Regions from separate parts of the Rattus norvegicus genome. Here region 2 is linked to region 1. The links are chromatin contacts, called in public Hi-C maps. All regions are on one chromosome and are shown on one strand. The core of a region is the stretch at or near the end of the contact, and the rest is flanking DNA. Distances in the headings are between cores, read along the strand shown. Region 1 has its middle 99 kb from the start of Hif1a. Region 2 holds the start of Hif1a (hypoxia inducible factor 1 subunit alpha).

Region 1 (5,427 bases), core at 1,714-4,213:
CGTGCTCGATTGTGGTGGGTGTGTGCCTCATGCTCTTGTGACCCAGGCTATAGGCCACTCCCACAGGGCTTGGTTTTGACTATTTCTTCCCTAGGACCTGGGTCCTGGATCCAGAGGGTGACTGCCCAGCATCCCATAGGCTTAATCACCTGAGGCGAACCTCTGAAAATCCTCAGGCGATCTCCCCACTGTGCCCTTCCCTCTCAGCTCTCAGAAGGGGATCAGGAGCTAGTCTCTGGAAACACAGCTACCCTCCTCTGTTAGATGGTTGTTCCCAACTCTAAGCTCGCTAGCCACAAAACACTGATCCTAGAATATTTTTCTTTCCACAGCTGGATGTTTTCCAGCCTCTCTGACTGTTCGAGTGCCCAGCTCCTTCTCAGTGAGAGGTGACAGTTAATCTCTAATGCTCTCATCAGACACCCCTGACTCTCCACAGAGCAAAGCCAGAGTTAGAACAAAACACACTTTTGTTTTTGAAGAGAAGGATACTGAAATAAGCACCATGCCACCACCTTGAATAGAACCAGCTTAACAGACTTGGGGTAATGTCCAAGATAGGAACTTGAGGGAGGAAAAACGAGGGTTTCAAAACCTGTAAGGATATATAGCAAGAGGCCGCTCGGACAACCTCACATGCCGAACATACTTGCTGTGAACCAGCAGAGTGACAAGGCTATCTACTGTGCTCTTGGGAAAAGGATTCTCAATATCTAACCTTTATGAACCGTTTCAATTAGTTCAATTAGTTACAAAGTTACATTTGTTATTTTTACAATCAGTAAACAATATTTTTTGCGAAGAGTTTGAGATCACCATTTCCTGCCATTTAATAACATCTCTCCTGTCTCCTTCAAAAAACATGCCCTCCCTTCACTATCCAAAACACAGTCTTTAAAGTATAGCTTATTGTATGGGGCCTCTCTTTCCATTTTTAATCTGTCATTTTCAATCTGTTTATTTTTCTTTTAGAATCTGACAGCACTTTAGATGTCTCACAAGCCCTGTACTGATGCCAACCTGGGGGAGTGAGAGATTCGAAGACCCTTCAATCCCTGAGAAACAGTTCCCCGAGGAATGGTTGAAGGACAGTTATTCATCGTGTTCGATCAGTGCGCTTGTAGAGGACCCCCACCCAGGTTGTGGGCTAGATGTCAGGGCCAGACACAAAGAAGATTATGATTCTAGACAAATACTCAAGGGTAGGCAGTTGCTCTAGGACCCCTAGCTGTTCCCATTGCCCTGGGAAGTGGAGACACACGCGGGTGGGAATTAGACTTCCTGAGCTTCTTCCCAGCACTGATACCAGTAGGGCTTGGGTTAGATGCTCATCACAATAGCCAACAGTAAACACAGGCTTAAATATGATCATTTACTTTTCTTTCATTTAAACAAGTGAGACCATAGGCAGGCCTTCCAAAGCTACTGAGCATGTTCTGCTCTTGCTTCACAGATGTTACCTTGTAGCTTTTTGGGGTGGCAGTTACAAGTTGGTGCCAGAAATCTAGCCACCCTGACAGCACTCCAGGCAGGAAGCAGGAAGCAAGAACAAGGGGGAAAGGCAGAGAAAAACCCCACATCCGCAGTCTAAACACCTCTTAAGCATCTCTCACGTTTAATCCTGTGCCTCTCGCTCCCACCTTCTGAGCCACAATTGCTTGGAAGAAAGCAAGGAAAAAAGAACATAGCTCTTCCTCTCCCGTCACCGCATCAACTCAGGGTTACCAGAGAGCAGGTGGGCAACCTGCCTGGGGCTCACAGTACTGCCCATCTCACTAAGTACCTGGGAATTAAATAACATAGTATTTGTAACCCTCAAATACACCTTTTCTTTGAAAGCTTTCCTGAGGCAAAGTTGGAAGTTAGTCTTTTTTTTTAATGTAGGAATCAAAAGAGAGTGTGTGTGTGTGTTTGTGTGGGTGTGTGTGCGCACGTGCGTGTGTACATGTGTGAACATGTGTGAGATATCAATTCTTTGGGAGTCCCCAGTTAGAGGACAAAGGTAGAGCTGTGGTAATGTGACCCCAGCTCATGCTTCTAGCCTCAGCCTGTCCGACATCATCTCTCTCATCCTCACTCACTGGTAATTCCCTGCATCTCTCTGGAGATAGAACAGGAGGATTCTGGGTGACAGTTGTCTGAGTTTAACCTCCCAGGGCGTCCTAGTAGCTACTCACATGTCTCAGAAAGCTTTGGAAAAGTTCCTCTTCGGAGCCTGAGAACATCTGTGATCTTAGACCAGGTGTCATTATAGGGGAACCCCTGCCCCCATCTTATGAGACTCAGCCTATGCAAAATTCAAACTTATAACAAAGATGAATGTGCTGGGGAGGATGCTGTGTACTGCATCACGACAATTCCCTTTATGAAGTGAGTCACGTCAGGCTGCCTTAATGCAGCAGCACTGTGTACTTGTAATGATTTAAGTTCTTACAAATTCCATTTATATGAATTTCACAGGGATTCATTTATTAAACGAAGTGCAGATATCCCCATGCAATTCTGTGAACCTCGTGTTGCAAGGATATTACTGCTGACCCTGCCTGAGCTGACCCTTTCCTTCGTATTTTCTTCTTCCAAATTTTACCCTAAGGAGGAATTCTTTTGAATCCGATTATAGGAGGAACATTACCAAAAATCATTCAATTATCACAACAGAAACAAGTGAACTTTGATGTTCCTGGAAGCTTCCATTAGCCACTAGCACCCCTTTTCTGTGCTGGAAAAGTACAAGTCTCCCCTCCCCTATCGCCAAAGCATTTAAAAACCTTGCAGAGAGCTGAGAATCCCCAATTAAGGCATTGGCCACCTGCCAGGCCAAATGCTAATGATATCATGGAACTCAGAGCTGAGGGAAGAGGCAGCACTGGGCGTCAGCCATTCAAGGCTGGTCTTGGCGGTTCCCGGGCAAGTTCTCCCCGTGGCTATGATTAACGATGTGCTTCTGACCAGTCTGCCAGTGACAGGACATAAAATCGCTGGCAAAGAAAAACTGGGCAGAAATCAGGGAGGGAGGAGACAGCGTGGGGCTGAGAGTCCCGGAAAACCCTGGAGAGAACAGAGTGAAATGTGTACGTCTGAGCCACTTTGCAGAAACTTAAAACCACGTGTGGATATGTAACAGAGCATCTAGAGATGCTAGGGACCAAAGCTACACAGAGACCAGCACTTTGGACTGAAGCAGAATGAGGAATCCAAGCATTTCAACAAGGTTGGGAGTGGTTTTCTGGAGGATACTGGTGCCGGCTGGGAGTTCACATTGCAGGAGCCTGGCCAAGGGAGGCCTGTCCTGACTCACCCTCACGGGGCTGGAGTTCACGGTCACTGCTTGGAAATGTTGACATTTCCTTTTAAAGGAATAGAATGTAGAGCTGGAATCCAGGACAGCTCAGAAATCTTCTCCAAGCTCTTCCATAAGTCCTTCTTCACCTTGACTGACCAACAAGACTGAGCTGGGGCAGCAGTGAGACTGTCGTAGAGACAGAAGACAAGTATCTGAGTGGGTCAAGCACAGGGCTGGCATCTGTGTGTAGCCACACACTGGCTCCACTCTCCTTCCTGTCCTACCTTCCCAATTCTCTGCTCAGTCATCTGTACCCTACGTCTGTTAGCTGGGGAATATAACATGGACATTTTTCAAAGCTCCTCGTGTGATTTTAAAACGTGAATAAAGATTGGTTGCATTTAGGAAGAACACCAAATGCTAGCACTCAAACTTGACTATCTTTTGCTAGTATGTTACCTGGGGTGGGGATGGGAGGGTGCCTTTTCCAGTTCACCGTGGTTCAGGCTGCTCACTGTAAGTTATAGAGGGTCCTGTGGAGTTAGAGTTGCCAGATGAACTAGAGAAGAAGCAGCCAAATATGAATTTCAGGAACCGGAACATAACTTTTAAACCTATCTGGAAGTCAGATCTAACTGGGCTTCCTGTGTTCTGCTTATTAAATCTGACCATCAGATCTCTACTTAATTATCAAGTTTTCTCAACTATACACACCAGTGTTTTGACTTTGTGCCACAGTAGCAAGTTGTAATAGACAGGACAGGTGTTCTACTAAGAAACAAGGAAACTTAGAAAACTCTGGGATAAAATGACGTTAACTAGGTTTTTGATGACAAAACTCCTTGAGTCCTTTAATACACAATGTACAGTAGAGACTCAGTTGGAGACTTGGAGAGTTCTCAAACTCTCATGCCAGAGAGATACTGCACAGAACCGATACACCAGTGATCTCGCTGTGGGAAGCGCCCCTGGTTGAGGAGTGTGCTATGAAGATTTTAAGCTAGCAGGTGACAAAGTCAGATGAGGTAGTGTATTTACAAGTATCAGTTTAAGAGGACAAGGATGGAGGTTAGAGAGACAGTTTATTAGGTAAAAGTACCTGTCACACACACACACACACACACACACACACACACACACACACACACGCACATGAGGACTTGAGTTTGAATCCCAGCCTCACATAAAACTGTATGGTAGCACACACCTGTGCTCTCAGTGCTCCTCTGGAAATATGGGATGCAGAGACAAGAGCATCCCTGGAAGCTTGCAAGGCAGTCAGTCTGGTATATGTATGTAGGAGTGAAATAGTGAGAGACTCTGCCTCAAACAAGATGGAAGGCAAGGAGTAACATCTGAGGCTGTCTTCTGACTTCCACACTCATGCTGGTGCACAACTTGCACAGACTTACACACTGAGATACATACACACAGACAGGCACAGATACACATAGACACACACACGCAGATACACACAGACACACATATACACACATAGACATACACACAGACGCCACATACACACAGACATACACACACATAGACACACACACCCACACTCACACACACAAACACAGAGATACATACACACATAGACATACACAGAGACATATACAGATGCACATAGATATACACAGATACATACACACACATAGACACACACAGAGATACACACATACACGTAGACATACACAGATACACATACACCATACACATACACACACACATACACACACACCATACACATACACACACACCATCACATACACACACACATACACACACATACACACACACACCATACACATACACACACATACACACACACATACACACACACACCATACACATACACACACATACACACACACCATACACATACACACACATACACACACACACACACACACACACACACACACTGGAAAGAAAAACATGAAGCCCAGATTAGAGGCTGTATTATTCCACTATGGTTTCATAGCCAAGAATCATAGGCTAGGTAGCTTAGACAACATTTTTTCCTATTTGTTTGTTTGTTTATTATTGTTTTGGTGCTAGGCATAGAATGTAGGGACTTACACAAGCCAGACAAGAACTTCACCACTGACCTATGTACCCAGCCTCCCAGAACTGTTTCCTCGCAA
Region 2 (5,427 bases), core at 1,789-4,288, 99 kb before region 1:
TTGCTAGAGTGAACAGCGTGAGCCGCATATGTTTATGACTAGAGCCCAGAGTAGATTCAAAATGACCTAGTTAGGGAGGAAACACTGGGATGGGGAACTGTGATAGGTGCCTAGAGTCTATCATATGTTCAGTGAAACAACTGATCCTAGATGCCAGATGCCATGGTCCAAGGACAGGGCTTCAGTAGGAAAGAACCTTTCTAGCCTTTCAATTCAGAGCCAGTCTTCTCATTTTTTTGAATATAAGAAAAAAAATGCATGAAGGCACAGAAGAAAGGTTTGAAGATTATGAAAGTCTGAACTATAACAGTTAACACCCATGTTCAAGTATATAATGTGTTACAAACCATGTGCTGGCCTAAGGTTTTTAAATGCATTATCTTATTTTCAGAAGGCTAGTATTATCCTCTTGGGAGGGGGGGTATATAATCCACAAGTATTCAGTAACTTGCCAACAATCACAAGTGGAAAGGCTTGGGACTCCAACTTGTGGTTATCTATCTGTATCCTCTATCTAAATCAGTAGACTACTGATTCCTCAAACAAGGAGGAAAGCTAAATTATAATAAAAATTTTATTAATAAACTTCTTGATTTTTAGTGACCAACGCTAAAAGGAGAAATTAAGAAACATCTTTAAGAGATTTTATTTTAGTGACCCAATAACTATTTGGGGGGAGGGATTTGAAAGTTCAGCTACAAGCTAGAAACAGAATGAGCTTGACATTCTCTTGAAATCTAAGAATCCATATACATATTAGGTCAATCAAGTTCAGTACCAACAGCTAAGGAGTCAGACACAGCACATACCGACTGTTAAATCTATTATTCACTTTCTGTTCTGCTTTCTTCCAAATCTTTGAGATTTGAGTTTTCTATACTCTCTATTAAAAAAGCAAAATTCTTTCCCACCTGTTCACTTTGGAGGCTCATTTAAGATGGACTAATTGGAGAAAGAAAAATTTTACCTCTCAATCTTTCAACAAAATTATGATTACAAAAAGACATACTTAATACATAGCACCTAAGTGTTGAGTGACCCATCACTCATGTTTATTATCTTTTAGTGATATTAAGAACCTCTATATTAAGAAATATAATCCCATCTGATCTAAAGCTGCTAACATCTCAAACAAGAAAAATTAAATTAACAGATGGTTCTGAGGAAAACCTAAAAACCATTTAGAACTGGACCCGATGCACAATTAACTTACTTATCCATTGTAAGACTACTTTTGATTAAATACACACACACACACATACACACACACAAACAGTGTATATGAAAGAGACATGATTGGTGTATTACTTGGTATAGTGTATTAATATAATATAATTCAGCATTTAATAAGGACAGTAAGTACACAATGGCAATCTGCCTAAGGTTTAGAGAATAGCAGCCCATCATTTCATCAAAAGCATTGTAGTCACTTCTGCGAAATTAATTGCAACTAATTCTGGTAACTCCTGGAGTTAAGTCTAGACTTGCATGCTCACTTTAAAACATTTTCAAAGTGCTTTCTTTGGTGCATCCAAGACCTGGACGTTCTATGGAATAAAGACCAAGGCAAGGAAGGGATGTACAGAAGAGCAAGAAAATGAGTACATTTATCTCTTCTGCGGATATGGATAAGGGGAATTAATCTCTTCCAGAAGACTGGAAGGACTTAAGAATTAAGCCAGCCTTGTAACCACAGCTCTTACAACAAACCTTCAACTTCTTAAACTGATTTTCTCAAGGTTAAAATATCGAAGTAGACAAAACTGTGTGCTGGCGGCAGGGATCGATCTTACCACTACTAGCTGCACTCGTAAGCCTATAATGTTCTCAGACTCAAACCACAGGATGTTTCATAAACTTACACTGAGTTCTCACACACGATTTCTCACTTCGGATGTATGTTTTTTTGGATACAATTCTTTGCAGGTGTTCCAATAAACTTGCAACATTCTAACTGCTGGTTTTCATTTGCTTTCATTATATACACCCCCCACCCCATCTCATTAAATTATCGGCCTAAGTTTAACCGAAACTATCGGTAAGTTATTTTCAGGAGTGAACGAGGCATACTCATATTCATACATAACGTCTGGGCTCTCCTGACAGGTGATGCAAACACAAGTTTGTAGGAACTGTAAGTTATTTAAAATGATGCCATTTTCCTAAATTCCCGTTACTCTGATGGTGGCAAGTGTTTCCAACAAAACCTGCACGTGCAAACTAGAAAGTTAGCATCTTCCGGCCCCCCGAAGAAACTCCCTAACCTACAAAGGCAGCGGCGGCCGCGGTACAACGAGGCGGCTCCGGGGAGCCCGGGGTCGGCCTCGGAGGGCCTCGACCCCAGGAAGCTGGCAGCGCGCACAGGGTCCGCCCGGGGCCCGGTGCTCGCGGCAAACGCGGAGGTCCGGGGCGGGAAGGCGCGGGAGCTAGGGGCGTACTCGGCCGGGGCCGGCTCGGCCGGATGAGCGCGCGGGGCAGGCTGGGCTGCGAAGGCGCGGGGCGGGTGTCCGGGGCGGAGACCCCAGCCCCGCCGAGCGCTGGGCCCGCGACTCCCACCCCCCGCGCCAAGATGGCGACGTGGACCGCGGGGGAGCCCGGCGCGTGAGGCTGGGGGGGGGACGGAAGGGGAGCAGAGACAAAAAAAGGCCAGCCCACAGAACGCGGCGGCCCGGCTTACTTTTTCTTCTCGTTCTCGCCGCCGGCGCCCTCCATGGCGAATCGGTGCCCGCGGTGTCTTCCCGGCCGGCAGCCCCTGGGCTCGCTCCGGCCTAAGCGCCGGCTCTGTCCTCACGCGCAGAGAAAGGGGCAAGTCCAGAGGCGGGGTGTGAGGCGGGACACCCCCCCGGGACGGCGAGGCGGGAGCTGCAGGCTGCGCTCGCCGGGCTCTGGTTCGGGTTCCTAGTTGCTCCTCCGGCTGGCTTGTCAAGGCCTGGCCAGACACTGCTCGCGACGGTAGCGAGGACAGTCCTCGCGTCCCCTCAGACGAGGAGCCTCTGTGCACTGAGGCGCTGAGGCAGCGGCAGGGGGCGGGCAAGGGCGGAGGCGCGCTCGGGCGCGCGGCGAGGGGAGGGGAGCAAAGGGCTGCGCGCGCCCGCTAAGCCCGACGCGCGCACCCGCGGGCCCGCCTCACCTGAGCGGAGGCGGGTTCCCCGAGAGCCAATGGGAAAGGACGCAGGCGGCCAGGCCCCACCCCAGCCCACGTTGCTCTCAGCCAATCAGGAGGAGGTCAGCTGAGCCCCAGCTGGGGCGAGCTGCCCAGCTCACGTGCTCGTCTGTGTGCAGCTAGGGAGAGAAGAGAAAGGGGCGACCGACGGGTGCGGCTGAGCCCAGGTCTGGGGACTCTGCGCCTTCAATGGAAAGCTGCGTCTGGCCTTGGGAGGCGCTGCTGGAGCAAGTGGGATGCTAAGCCTGTGTCCGAACGTGCTCACACTGCCCTGCTCTCTGTGGAGTTGTCTGAGGCTCGCTTACTCCTTAGTTGCGTGGTTGGACCGGGTCCCCGCCCATCCCTCCTGAGTTTCCAGTTGCAAAAACAGCCAACTTTGTGTTCTGGCAGCCAGCCCCCTGCTGTTAGAGTGGGGTCTCTCCTTCCCAGGTGACCGGACGAAGCTCAGTCTCTGCTCTCTGCCACAGAACAAGGGAAGTCTCCAAGTCATTAACGATTTTCTGGGCCAAAGTTTGACTACTGAGCAAATGCAAATAAAAATATAAAACAAATCCCTCTTGCAAAACCTCTCAAGGCGAGTGAAGTTGCAGGGCCATTTTAAAATAAACTATCTTAATTTACACATAAATAACAGCTTCAATAAGTGAGAGCACAAGCCTGAATTTGAGTGACAAGGCAGGAAAAAGCATTGAGTAGACTTATTTTGCTATTATGTTGCTTTGAAAAAAAAAAGACAAAGATAATCTTAAATAGATGCAGAAAAGGTGCAAGAATTGTTTCAGACTGAGTTTATTAAAGTTCACTGTTTAGACTGAAAGAAGGAAGAATGCATCCTCCAACCTACAGACCTTGACAGGACTGCTCACCGGCTGTGCTGGGAACTATGGATTAAAGCAATCACTTTTGGTCGGTCTTTGGAAGCATGAATGTTAGGTCTGTGGGTATGATGTTTGTTAGTTTTTTTTTTTTTAATTTTAATGTATTCCAAGCCCAACAAAGGAACACTGCATGCACCTGCGTGTGCACACACACATGTACACACACACACGCACACACACACACACACGTGTTGGAGATCTGAATCTGAGGTCTCTGAAACTGACCTGACACTTGACTGTTTAATAGCTCTTCTTTGCCTTGTTAGTACATCGTTACAATCTAACGTTGGGTTGTATAATAATGTAGACATCTGTGGCAGATTTAAATTGCATTCAAATCCAAAAACAACGCCCCCCAATAAATACAAATGGTGTCCAGGTCTAATAAGACAATAAACAATGTATAAAGCCTCTCAATAGACCCATGAAGACACAGCTGGAGATTTAGCTTAGTCAGTCGGAGAGCAGTGGTCTAGTATGCACAAGGTCCTGGCTTCAAAAAAGAAGCTAAGACTATATAAATTGACTTGAGCAGTATTTTTGTTTGGAATCTAGAACATACCTCTGAAAGAGCTACAGGGAGTATAGATAGATAGATAGATAGATAGATAGATAGATAGATAGATAGATAGAGTAAAAGACCAAAAATAATTGCTTGTCCTTCATTTGTTTTTAATCATGGAAATATTTTCTGTTGTGACACCCGGAAAACACAGTGTTAAGAAGAATGGCTGCAGAATTCAGAGTGAGCTTGGTTATAAGCACCAGTGCTCACCATCATGTCACTCTCTGTGCCTCAGTTTAGTCACTTGTAAGAGAGAGAAGGTGGTATTTATGCTCCTGAATTAGGGGTGATTATAGCATCCAGAAAGCACTTGAAACCACATAGGGCGATAGGAAGCCATCATTAAATGCTGGGGGTCTTGTTCTTCTTATCCCCAAATCCGTGCTAGTGGCAACTGGTCGGGCTTCTGTAGATTAACCGGTTCCAACTGCTCAAAAATGCCAACTGAGGGGTTGGGGATTTAGCTCAGTGGTAGAGCGCTTGCCTAGCAAGTGGAAGGCCCTGGGTTCGGTCCCCAGCTCCGAAAAAAAGAAAAAAAAAAGAAAAAGAAAAAAAAATGCCAACTGAGGTAGCACAAATGCTTATAGACTCCCCGCCCCCTTTTCTGACATTGTAACTTCCCAGAAGGTTTGTATCTCTGTAAACAGGGAAGTTGCTGAAGCACCAATCTTTTCTCTCCCGCCAGAGATCACAGCTATAGAATATAATGCTCTTGGAATAAAAATATGAGCACCGTGTAATAGCAGGTCTATCTCACTCAAAGGTTTTTTTTTAAAAAATCATTTCGAAAAGTTTAAACAGAACGATAATTCAGCGAACAG

What was found. Hi-C and Micro-C count contacts between places; a contact is called where the count stands out from the background.
Region 2: a contact with region 1 is called in a Hi-C map of liver, with 1.8 times the contacts expected there. The contact joins the promoter of Hif1a here to the enhancer-like site in region 1. A contact is called at or near these places in 2 of 12 Hi-C or Micro-C datasets (the Rat2 cell line and liver).

Annotation. Positions count from the first base shown.
Region 1 is chr6:98,258,072-98,263,498 of GRCr8, reverse strand. No RefSeq gene overlaps it. Among named protein-coding and RNA genes, the nearest start is that of Hif1a, 99 kb to the left of the region's middle. Within about 2 kb of position 2,963, at least 23 of the 93 cell types and tissues checked have an H3K27ac peak or open chromatin away from gene starts, as enhancers often do. A contact at or near this core is called in liver, where this site is marked.
Region 2 is chr6:98,357,509-98,362,935 of GRCr8, reverse strand. Hif1a (hypoxia inducible factor 1 subunit alpha) reads right to left here and starts at 3,038. Exons shown (of 15, transcript NM_024359.2): 1 at 2,678-3,038. The coding sequence starts at 2,712.